Linked DNA regions of Macaca mulatta: region 2 is linked to region 1. Evidence: chromatin contacts called from public Hi-C data. All regions are on one chromosome and are shown on one strand. The core of a region is the stretch at or near the end of the contact, and the rest is flanking DNA. Distances in the headings are between cores, read along the strand shown.

Region 1 (5,754 bases), core at 384-2,883:
CCCAGGCTGGAATGCAGTGGTGCAACGATGGCTCACTGCAGCCTTGACCACCCAGGCTCAAACGATCCTCCTACCTCCGCCTCCAGAGTAGCTGGAACTGCAGGCATGCTCGGCCACACCCGACTAAGTTTTGATTTTTTGTAGGGATTGGGGGGGGGGGTCTCATTATGTTGCCCAGGCTGGTCTCGAACTCCTGGGCTCAAGTGATCCTCCCAGTTCAGCCTCCCAAAGTGCTGAGATTATAGGTGTGAGCCACTGTGCCCAGCCTGAATTTTTAAAAATTTAAATAATTCAGTTAAAAGAAAAAAAAAAAACCATAAATAGTCAGCTTTTTTCCCCACCTTCATTCGTATATTTCATGAGAGAAGGAAGTATTTTTGAAGATGCTTAGATTGTGCTACTAAAAACAGGAGGCACTAAAGCTTTTAAAGCTAAATTGGTAAAGTTAAATACTACGATGCAACCCAGCAATTCCACTCTTAGGTCCATACCTAAAAAACCTGAAAACAGGCCCGGCGGGGTGGCTCACGCCTATAATCCCAGCACTTTGGGAGGCCGAGGTGGGCGCATCACCCGAGGTCAGGAGTTCGAGACCAGCCTGCCCAACATGGTGAAACCCCGTCTCTACTAAAAATACAGAAAACTTAGCCGGGCGTGGTGGCACATGCCTGTAATCCCAGCTACTCCGGGGGCTGAGGCAGGAGAATGGCTTGAACCCATGAGGTGGAGGTTGCGTTGAGCCTAGATAGCGCAATTGCATTCCAGCCTGGGCAATAAGAGTGGAACTCCATCTAAAGGGCCGGGCGCGGTGGCTCACGGCTGTAATCCCAGCACTTTGAGAGGCCGAGGCGGATGGATCACAAGGTCAGTGGAGATCAAGACCATCCTGGCTAACACAGTGAAACCCCATCTCTACTAAAAATACAAAAAATTAGCCGGGTGTGGTGGCACGCGCCTGTGGTCCCAACTACTCGGGAGGCTGAGGCAGGAGAATCGCTTGAACCCGGGAGGCGGAGCTTGCAGTGATCCGCGATCATGCCACTACATTCCAACCTGGGCGACAGAGCGCGACGCCGTCTCAAAAAAAAAAAAGAAGTCCTGATAGTTGTTACAACATGACTGTAGCTTGAAAACATTAAGCAAAAGAAGCTAGACACAAAAGGTCATATACTGAATGCTTCCATCAATAATGAAATGCCCAGAATAGGTAAATCTATCATAGAGTCAGAAAGTAGATTAGTGGCTGGCTGGGGTTGTGGGGAGAGGGGAACTGGAAGGAATGACTAACTGGTTTGGAGATTTTCTTTTGGGGTTATGAAAATGTTTCTGAACTATATACAGAGGTGATAGTTTAATGCACTGTGAAGGCATTAAACGCCACTGAATTGTAAGTTTTAAGATGGTTTATGTTATGCAAGTTTTACTCAATAAAAATAAAAATAAACTGAATTGGTAGCTAAGATATTGAAACACAGTGTGGAATCGTTCTCATTCATTTCACGAACCCGTGGAAAGATGCTTCCGCTCAGGCCTCACAGACCGGTCCCAGCGCGTTAGTGGGACACAACTCGGGTTTGCAGGGAAGCCCGAGAGCTGGCCTTTTGCGGACTTCCTGGGGACGCAGGACTCTTGCGCACGGGCTTGGGGACGTGCCCAGGTTCGGGGGCGGGGCCAGGACGCCGCGACCCGGGGAGGACGCGGCGGGAGGCGGGCTTCGCCGGTTGCCAGGAGAACCCGCGACAACAAAAGACGCGGGCGGCGGCGGCGCGGCGTGGCAGAGCGAAGCTGAGGAGTCCAGCCCTCGCCGCCAGGGCCCTGGGCTGTCCCGAGCCGGTCAGTGCGCGGCGGGCCTGGCCGGGCGGTGCGGGGAAGTGGGGCGCCCTCCCTTTCGCGGCACCCGCCCTCCAGCCCGCCGCGCCCGCGCTCCCAGCCCGCCGTTGGGACTAGTAGGCGCCGGCTTGGGGTCTGGGCCGTCGCGGGGTGGGAGCCAGAGGGTGGGCGGTAGGGGCGCCAGCGAGGCCTATGGGGGTGCCCGAGGGGTCTGGGGTCAGGAATGGGAGCCCGGCGAACGACTGGAGGCAGAGCGCCCCTTCCGGAGAAAGCTGGCTCAGCCCTGAGGAGCGGGGCCTGGGGAACGGGGATCGACCCCAACGCGGGACTCGGCCCCCCGGAGCGCACCCCGTGTTCGTCTCGTGTAGCTGCACGGCGTGAGGTGCGACGCGAGGGCCACCACCACCGAGCGCTTTGTTTTGTCGCAGGCGTCTTTTTCCCACTGTAGAGGTTGAAACTTCGGCGCATTCAAGCTCGAGAGCTCCCTCCCTCGGAGGCAGGTGCTGTAAAGAGCAAAGCGCCCCGATTCTTTCTTTGAAACACCTTTTAAGTAACACCGCCGTCTCCAGTGTTGAAAATCTTTGTTGTTTGCTTTTCTTTACTCCTTTGTCTTTACGCATTTGGGGCCTTTTCTGAGCTCCTCATGCGATTTACTATCCATCTACTGGGAAGTTTCTTATGAAAATAATTAACAAACCACACATTTCAGACAACCACTGCTTTCTGGGAAATCAAGGGGACGGGATGGCAGCGGTTTTTGGAGACACTCATTCCTGACCAGTGACATGACATGAGGGATTAAATATTTCTCTTGCCTTTCCTCAGATTTCAAAAACCCATTGAGTATACTTAAATACGACCAGCCAATCAGATTTCGCCTTTTTTCATTTATTGGTGACATAATACGTATGTTTCTGATGACTATAATTGATCAGAATCTGAAGAAGTATAAGTGCTATGGATTGTGGAAAAACTTTGTTTCTTGTATATTGATGTTTTACAAGCCCTATGTTTGTGGACCCTTATTATTGTTTGTTTTGTTTTGAGACAGGGTCTCGCTCTGTTACTCAGGCTAGAGTGCAGTGGCACATTGCAGCCTCAACCTTCCGGGCTCAAGCAATCCTCCAACCTCAGCCTTCCAAGTAGCTGGGACTACAGGTGCGTCACCACTGCCTGGCCCATTCTTGTATTTTTAGTAGAGACAGAGTTTCACCCTGTTGCCCAGGCTGGTCTGTAACTCGTGGGCTGAAGTGATCCACCTGCCTTGGCCTCCCAAAGTGCTGGGATTACAGGCATGAGCCACCGTGCCTGGCCCCGTTATTATTTTTTTTAATGCTTAGAATAAGTTTCAGTTGCCTTTATAACCAAATTGTTTATAGATATTACCATTAAAAACCCCAAGAAATGAGGCTGGGCATGGTGGCTCATATCTGGAATCCCAGTACCTTGGGAGGCTGAGGCGGGTGGATCTCTTCAGCCCAGGAGGTCGAGACCAGCCTGGGCAACATGGTGAAACCCCGTTTCTACTAAAAATACAAGAATTAGCCTGGCGTGGTGCCTGTAATCCCAGCTACTTTGGACGCTGAGGCACGAGAATCGCTTGAACCAGGAGGCTGAGGTTGCAGTGAGCCGAGATGGTGCCGCTGTGCTCCAGCCTGGATGACAGAGCCAGACCTTGTCTCAAAAACAAAACAAAACAAAAACCCAAGAAATGAAAATATCCCAATTTGGCATTTTTTATTAGCAACTTCATTGGAAGCAGTTAGGTTTGGCTTAACATCGTCCATGAGTTTTGCTTTAATTTGATGGCATACAAAGAAATAAACTAATCTGTATGGTGACTTCAAATGTTGGTTTTCAGAGACATTTGGAAGAATTAACTCAGCATTCCTGCAACTGGAAAAGTTTCCAGTACCAAATGATTGTAGAGTTCTTTAAGATCCAAGAAAGGATTTATCAAACACATGAGCATTTTTTTTTTTCCAGTGTAAAATTCATTAGAATGATTTTAAAACTGCTAAGGTTAGGTGTATCTCTTTGTTTCAGCCATTACAGATAGTTTGTTGACTCTCTTTTGGGATTTTACAGCCCAAGGGACCTGATATTTTTTTTATTCTCAGGGGACTTTTAGAAGAGTGATGTTAATTTTTTTTTGTTGTGATCCTCTTCATGCCATCTACTCACAGAATTACAAATGCAGAGTACCATTGCAGAGTTTTGTTTTATTTTGTTTTGTTTTTGACAGGGTCGCGACCCTTTTGGGATCAAGGGACCCTCTCGCTTCAACCTCCTGAGTAGCTGGGACTATAGGCGCGTGCGCCACCATGCCTGCCTAATTTTTTGATTTTTTGTAGAAACAGGGTTTCTCCGTGTTGCCCCGACTGGTCTCGAACTCCTGGGCTCAAGTGATCCACCCACCCTGGCCTCCCAAAGTGCTGGGATTACAGATGTGAACCACTGTGCTGGGCCACGGTTTTTTTTTTCAAGGGTAGTGAATATTAATATTATCAATTCACTGTTATTAGTGTTATTAATAAAATGTTATTTCAGTCTAGTTGTCTCTGTTACTTAATGGTAATCTTCAAGACTCAGCAGCTTCTCCAAAGAACCTAGCCTCACCTCAAACTCATTACTTTTCATCATCTGCACTTAAACATTGTCATAGATTACTTGTTAAATTTAGTATAAGCTTTATCCTTCCAAAACTGAACATTTGTATATAAGTTTTTATGCAAACACAGTGTTTTCATTTCTCTTGGGAGTTTTCATTTCTCTTGGGAGTTTTCATTTCTCTTGGGAGCTGGGTCAAGTGATAACTGTATGTTTAACTTTTTGCGGAAATGTCAATCTGTTTTCCAAAGTGGCTGTACCATTTTACCTTCCCACCAGTAGTGTATGAGGGTTCTAATTTCTTTACACCCTGCTAACACTTATGGTCTGTCTTTGTTATTATAGCAGTGCGAGTGGATGTGGATTGGTATCTCATTGTGGTGGTTGTTTGTTTGTTTGTTTGAGACAGTCTTGGTGTATCACCCAGGCTGGAGTGCAGTGGTTTGATCTCAGCTCACTGTAACCTCTGCCTCCTGGGTTCAAGCGATTCTCCTGCCTCAGCTTCCTGAGTAGCTAGGATTATAGGCGCCCATCACCATGCCCGTCTAATTTTTGTATTTTTTAGTAGAGACAGAGTTTCACCGTGTTGTTCAGGCTGGTCTCGAACTCCTGACCTCAGGTGATCCTCCCACGTTGGCCTCCCAGAGTGCTGGGATTACAGGCTTGAGCCACTGTGCCTGGCTAATTTTTGTATTTTAGGTAGAGATGGGGTTTCACCATGTTGTCCAGGCTGGTCTTGAACTCCTGACCTCAGGTGATCCTCCCACCTCAGTTTCCTAAAATTCTGGGATTACAGGCGTGAGCCACTGCGCACCTGGACTCTCACTGTGGTTTTGATTGCATTTTCCTGATAGCTAATGATGTTGAGCATCTTTTCATGTGCTCGTTATTCATTTGTATATCTTCTTTGAAGAAGTGCCTTTTCAGATGCTTTGCCTGTTTTTAAAATTTTTTAAAAACTTTTTGAGTTGTAATATTTATATATTGTAGTTGCAAGTTCTTTGTTAGATTCATGTCTTGCAAATATTTTCTCCCATTCAGTGAGTTGTCTTTTCACTTTTTTTTTTTTTTTTTGAGGCGGAGTCTTGCCGTCTCCCCCAGGCTGGAGTGCAGTGGTGCAATCTCCGCTCACTGCAAGCTCCACCTCCAGGGTTCATGCTATTCTCCTGCTTCAGGCTCCCGGGTAGCTGGGACTACAGGTGCCCGCCAACACGCCTGGCTAATTTTTTTGTGTTTTTAGTAGAGATGGGATTTCATCTTGTTAGCCAGAATGGTCTCATCTCCTGACCTCGTGATCCACCCACCTCGGCCTCC
Region 2 (6,058 bases), core at 140-2,639, 57 kb before region 1:
GCGGGTACTACCAGGGCTGGAGATTTCCCAGGGTTGTCACCGATTGAAAGTGACCTTATGTGCCTTAACAAAGTAAGTCATGAAGGCTTGGCACAGGAGCCTTAGAAGTAAGGAACCGAATACAATGCAACTGTGAACTGAACCCGCTAGAACAGGAGCACGTTTGCGGGAGAGGGTTTTGGGGTTTTTGTCTGTTTTCATCACTGCCACAACAAGGCAGGCGCTTTGAATGGAACGTGGAGGTCTACAACGTATTTAGCGATATGCATTCATCTTAGGAGACGAGTGCAATATTTATTGCCTAAAAATTTTATCGGAATAAACTACAGCGACGACACTACAAAATACTTCCACCATCTCAGGCGCCATTACCCAAGAGGAAAGTCTCATCAGAACGGAGAGCCCTGTGAAACCGCCTGTGCTCTTCTCGGCGAGAAGTTCTCCAGGACTCCCAGGCTCGCCCCGCGTTTCCCCGGCTCCCGCCCCAGCGCAAAGCGGGCCGAGAACCGCCAGCTGCGCCTCCGGGCCCAGCCTTGGCTGACTGAGGCCCCGGACCGTTACAAACAGCGGGTTTCCGAAGCGTGGGCCGAGAACAGCGAACGCAGGCGGCCCGCACTTACCGCCGCGCAGCTAGTCCCGCAGCCCACAGCCCACAGCCCGTGGCGGGCTAAGGGGCTTCGGGCGCAAGTGTGGGCTGCGGAAACAGGGGCATAAGTCTGGGCCAAGCACCGACCTGGGCGTCCCGCATTTCCCTCGCGCAACAGCGGTCCCTGGGCCGCGCAACTGTAAGAACAGGAACCGCCGCAGCACTCTCCCAGATCCCTTTTTGCCTCTTCCCGCCCGATTTGTCGCGCGCTCGCGCCCCTCCTCCAACCCCAAAGGACTCCTTCAGGCCTGGAAAACGCCCCTTCCCCGGCCCCTCCCTGTGCGCGTGAACTAGGCAGTTGTTAGATCTCGCGAGAGGTTCGCCCCCTAGTCGCTCCTCCCCCCAGCTAGTGAGTGCGCGAACGAGAAAGGAGGAGGGCGCTCCAGGCGACAGCACTGCAGACGCCATTATCCTCTGTTTCTCTGCTGCACCGACCTCGACGTCTTGCCTGTGTCCCACTTGTTCGCGGCCTATAGGTAATTGGAGTTATTGGAGCTTGGGTATTGCTGATTCGGGCACGGGTTTGGCCTCCCTGAAAGGCTGCGTTGACTTTTCCCAAGCCCGGGTTTTCTCGAGCCCTTAGTGGCCTCACAGCCCGAAGGGAGGCGCTGGCGGGAGGCGGGGTTGTCGCCTCCCCCGTCGCCTTGATTGACGTGGCCTCGGGCCAATTGCTTCGCCCTCGCACCATCGCCGAAGCCCTGGCAGCCAATAGGGCGCGACGGCGGGGAGGACGCGAGAAGGCGGGGGAGGGGAGCCTGCGCTCGTTTTCTGTCTAGCTCCGACCGGCTGAGGCGGCGCTGCTGCAGAGAGACGGCGGCCTCGCGCGGTGAGAAGCCGGGTTGGGGGAGCGGCTCGTGGAGGTGAGGGTCGGAGCCCAGTTTTTCCGCTTGAGGGAGGCATTCTGGGGGCCGCTTTGGTGTTCGGCCGCTTCTCCGAGTGGGAACGTTGCCCGGCGTCCCCTCCCCCACCTCCGCCATTTCCCTGAGCGTGTATCCGCAGTCCGCGTTGTGGTCCTAGAGACTTCGGGGATTCGTGAGGCATGTGCCTTTAGAATGAGCTGGAGCTATGTGGCACTAGGAACTAGGAACCTCGTGGAGGAAAGGAGCCCGGCTGGGGGAGAAGGTCGCGCTGCCGCTCTCTTTGTGTGAGCCCCGCCTCACCTTGGGTCTCCCGGCCCGGGGTCGGAGCTGGAGCGGCGGGGATGGAACAGTCGGGGCTGCCTCGGTGGCTTTGTCTCGGGCGATGGGGGGAGGATGCGGGGGATGAGACCTCGGGACCGCGTGGTGGGTGGGGGAGGGGGTCGGCGCTCGGCTCCGCCTAGTAGCACGTAGTCGCCATTACGCGGGCCGCCATTTCCTGTCGGATCCGGGTGAGGAGAGGTGGCGGCGCTTTTGCTATCGACTCTCGCTTTTTCCAGTCCTGTTACCGGGCTGTTTCCGATCCCGGTACCGGGAGGCGGGGAGGGGAGGGCGCGTTGGCGCTCGGCCAGTCGAGCACATACTTAGCGGATTTTCGGGGCCTGGGGACTAGTGACTGCAGGACCCGAAGGGTGAACGGCACGCGGCAGCGTTATTCTTACAGATAAGCCCTGCTGTTTTTGCTTAAACTTTCTCATCCAAATTTCTCACACCCCACCTCAGAAATTGAGTGCTGGGCCAGGAGAATGTCGTTTCAGTTAGTCGTTAGAAGAGCGATAAGTCCACCAACGGTATGGGAGAATGGGAGGCATAAAAGTGCCTCGATTGTTGGCTCTTTGCTGTCTAGCCAACCTTCTAGTAGAGGCCGCTTGTCAACTCCTAGTCCCGAGAAGAGGGAAGCTTAAAAAGGCTGTTTGCAGGCCTGTCGACCGTTCTGGCGCGTAGACACTTTAGTTTTCATATTACAGGCATAATTGTCGGGTTGTACTCTCTCAAGCCTAATTTAAAATAGTCCGCTAGTGACTGTTAGTTTTCAAGGGCTCCATTAGCTTCGCTGATTAGTAGACTGGTAGTGTGATAGTTTGGATCTGGTCCTGTATTAGATTTTTGGATTTATCCCTCCGGTAGATTGTTGATGGATGTGTTCGCAGTGGCCGTTGTATTTGTAAACTTTCGGGGTGTCACATAAGATCGCTTCAAGCATGAGTCGAAAGAAATAGAAAAGCAATTAGAAGTTTTAATATAAAATTAGTTTTTCCAGTGAATAAGATGCATTGTAAGTTTTCATAAATGTATGCTTTGTGGATGACATTTATCTTTTCAGGCTTTTGTGAATGTGCCGTATAAAACAATTCATTGCTGTGTTGGGAGTTAATTCAGTGGCTAAAAGTTATTGTTCTAACTTAGCAAAAAATCAAACCAGGCTCCGTTGAATTTTGTATTTTTTAGGCAGTCATTTGAATTGTGAAACCCTAAAATGAGTCAAGTTTTAGAAGCAGCTAGTTTTTTGGGTTCAAATCAGTGTTGACTGTGATCAGAAACAAATATTCAGTAATAGGAATAAACAAAAGCAAAACTGATTTCTGTTGGTTCTTATAGGCTACTGCAGCACTGGGGTGTCAGTTGTTGGTCCGACCCAGAACGCTTCAGTTCTGCTCTGCAAGGATATATAATAACTGGTACGTTCTAGAAGCAGTGTGGTTTTTTTTGTTTTTTGGTTTTTTTACAGCTTGCTTTGCAATAAGCCAAATGTACTAGCGTCTTTATTTTTCAACAGATTGGTGTGCCCATTTAATAAAAGAATATGGAAACTGAACAGCCAGAAGAAACCTTCCCTAACACTGAAACCAATGGTGAATTTGGTGAGAATAAATTTTAATTTTAACAGTATTTTTTTTATTCTGTTAATTATTGCCTAGAAGTGTGTGGTGAAATTTTGGTATTTCTGTTTAGGTAATTTTAATTCAGCGATTTATCAGTTACATTTTAGCTTTTTATTTATGAAGTTGAAGTAACTGATTTGCATATAAAAAATTTTCCTTGCATTTTGGGATTTCAAGTCCTTTGAAGTATTTTGTCACAGTATTTTGTGTTTGGTACGTTTTACTAGATGGAAGCATAAGGTTCAAGTCTATAGCAATGCCTTTGGCCTTTCTAAAACATGCCTAAGATTAGCAACAAGTCTCTTGAAACAGAATGGAGTTGCTTTGGAGACTTCGCTGCTTTCTTTGAAATCTGAACTGTTAATTTTTAGGTAAACGCCCTGCAGAAGATATGGAAGAGGAACAAGCATTTAAAAGATCTAGAAACACTGATGAGATGGTTGAATTACGCATTCTGCTTCAAAGCAAGGTATGCATTTTATTCTTGAAATTTTGAAGGGGGTTCATACTCAAGTGGAAATTAAGATAAGGTCTGGTTTGGCTTTCTCGAAAGTCAAAAGTTTTACAGATTGAAGAATATAAAACATTTGTTTGTGGTTCTTTCTAAACACACTTGAAGGCTCTGGTGGTTTTGTTACTCCACTTATAATTAAGATTAAAGCCTTTGCTGTAGTGAACCACCGCTACAGGTCAAGCTAGGAGGAGAGTGTGATTCTTAAAGTATTAATAGATTAAATCTTAATTATGTGTGGACTCCTTAGGAAACTGCTTAGTTGGCAGTTTATTGTTTTATCACGGGTCACAATATGAAGGTACCTACTAATACTAAATTAATTGATTTATTTTACCAAAAGGTGCTATAAAATCTGTGCTTAGTTTTATTTTATACTTGGTGTATTTCTCATGTTAAGTACTCCAAACTATTTAGTCCTCAAAGCACTTAGAATTATATTTTGATTTTTGATTTGTTTTTGGCCTGGTCGTTTTTACATCCCCAAGTAGATTTTTATTCTTATAACAAACAGGTTAGAGGATTTTTTAGCAAAATCTTAAGAGTATAGGTAGACATTAATTTTAGGGAAAGGCAAAATAATTTTTTGTCTTTGTATCTTCTCCAGAATGCTGGGGCAGTGATTGGAAAAGGAGGCAAGAATATTAAGGCTCTCCGTACAGACGTAAGTATTAAGATATTAAACTAGTACACGAGCAGCTTCAGTTTATATGTCTATAGAAATTTAAAGATTTACATCCTAGAAATCATTTCATAGTTTAGCTACAAGACATTTGTAACAATTTATTATTACAGAATTGATTTCAAAGTTATCCATTCCTGTTTTAACAAAAGCCCAGATTGAGCAGGGTTGGGGGGTGGTTTCTATTAAACCTCTTCACATTCTAATAAGAGTCCACCAAACTATTCACTTCATCAAGCAAGATAACATCTTAATTAGAAATAGCAACAAAGTGTAAAAATCCTTGATTGCACCATCCTGTGTGTGAATCAATTACAGTATTACTGAAAACCATTGCAGGTGGCTGGTTAAATCCAGAAAAATTTTTTTTGTTTTCTCGGAAGAAAAATGTCCATCTGTTCTTTAATGGCTTGCACATGGAGCACAAAGAATTTAATGTTGAGGTTGCATGATTTAAATATGGGTAAAGAATAGAGTAGGCACTTAATCTTATAATTGGGAAACTGTTCGTCAATGCCTATGATTTGTTTGAGTCTTCATTTTACAGTGGGTTGACTCTTGTGATTAGACACATTAAATGTTGGCAGTGCCAGAAGTGAGCACGTTTATAGGACTTGGCTACACCAAAATTTCTAAATTTTTTTTCTCATAGTGTACACATTTCTTAATGTTTTTCTTGCTAAAAATGAGGCAAATAACTTTGTGTCGAGTACTTATTTGACAGTATTTCATTTCTCTCTTGGTCGCAGATCTTTGTATGTTCCTCTTGATTACTGTAAACTGAACTTGAAATTTTGTTTAAAATTTTACAAACTTGCCTGTTAGGATCTAGGAATGCGTTTTAAAACCTCCAGACAACCAAACCAGTCTTATTAGTTAGGGTTTTTGGTGGTGTGGGAATTTTTGTTTTGTCTTTTATAAAACCTCTCTCCTCTTAATCCAGATGTTCTGTATAATTATCTGGGTTATTTCCCCATTTCCTCAAGAATTTCAGTAAACTTTGAGTCAGGTTTTGTGTCTACCCTCATGAGCCAGCCTGCTACTGAAACATCGTTTGTTTTTCTTAAAAAAATAAAAACGGCTAGAACCATCATTTGAGGTCCTTAATGTTAAGCCACAGTCAGATTTAGAGAAGTCCATTATTGTGTTAGTCTTCAGAACAACTTAAGCTTGTTTCATTAATTGAGAGTATGAGTATAGTTTGTATTAAATTAAAATTTATTGCTTTTCCCCCTTTTCCCTCTCCTTGTTTTTTTGGCCATATATCTCCGTTGCCCATGTACTGGATCGACTTACCCCTGCGTTGCCCACCATGACGTTGGCCCATCCGCCCCTGAACGCCCATGTGAAAACCCTGGTTGGCTATGCCCAAAAATGTGCTCGTTGCCAAACGGGTACCATACTTGACAACTTCTGATT

Evidence for each region. Hi-C and Micro-C count contacts between places; a contact is called where the count stands out from the background.
Region 2: a Hi-C map of liver shows a contact between it and region 1, with 2.4 times the contacts expected there. The contact joins the promoter of HNRNPK here to the promoter of KIF27 in region 1.

The regions. Positions count from the first base shown.
Region 1 is chr15:114,857,102-114,862,855 of T2T-MMU8v2.0, reverse strand. KIF27 (kinesin family member 27) reads left to right here and starts at 1,633. Exons shown (of 18, transcript XM_015118008.3): 1 at 1,633-1,833.
Region 2 is chr15:114,914,017-114,920,074 of T2T-MMU8v2.0, reverse strand. It overlaps HNRNPK (heterogeneous nuclear ribonucleoprotein K), which reads left to right and starts at 1,389. Exons shown (of 17, transcript NM_001266946.1): 1 at 1,389-1,472; 2 at 3,163-3,242; 3 at 3,341-3,425; 4 at 3,818-3,915; 5 at 4,565-4,621. The coding sequence starts at 3,368. It also overlaps a transcript of RMI1 not described here.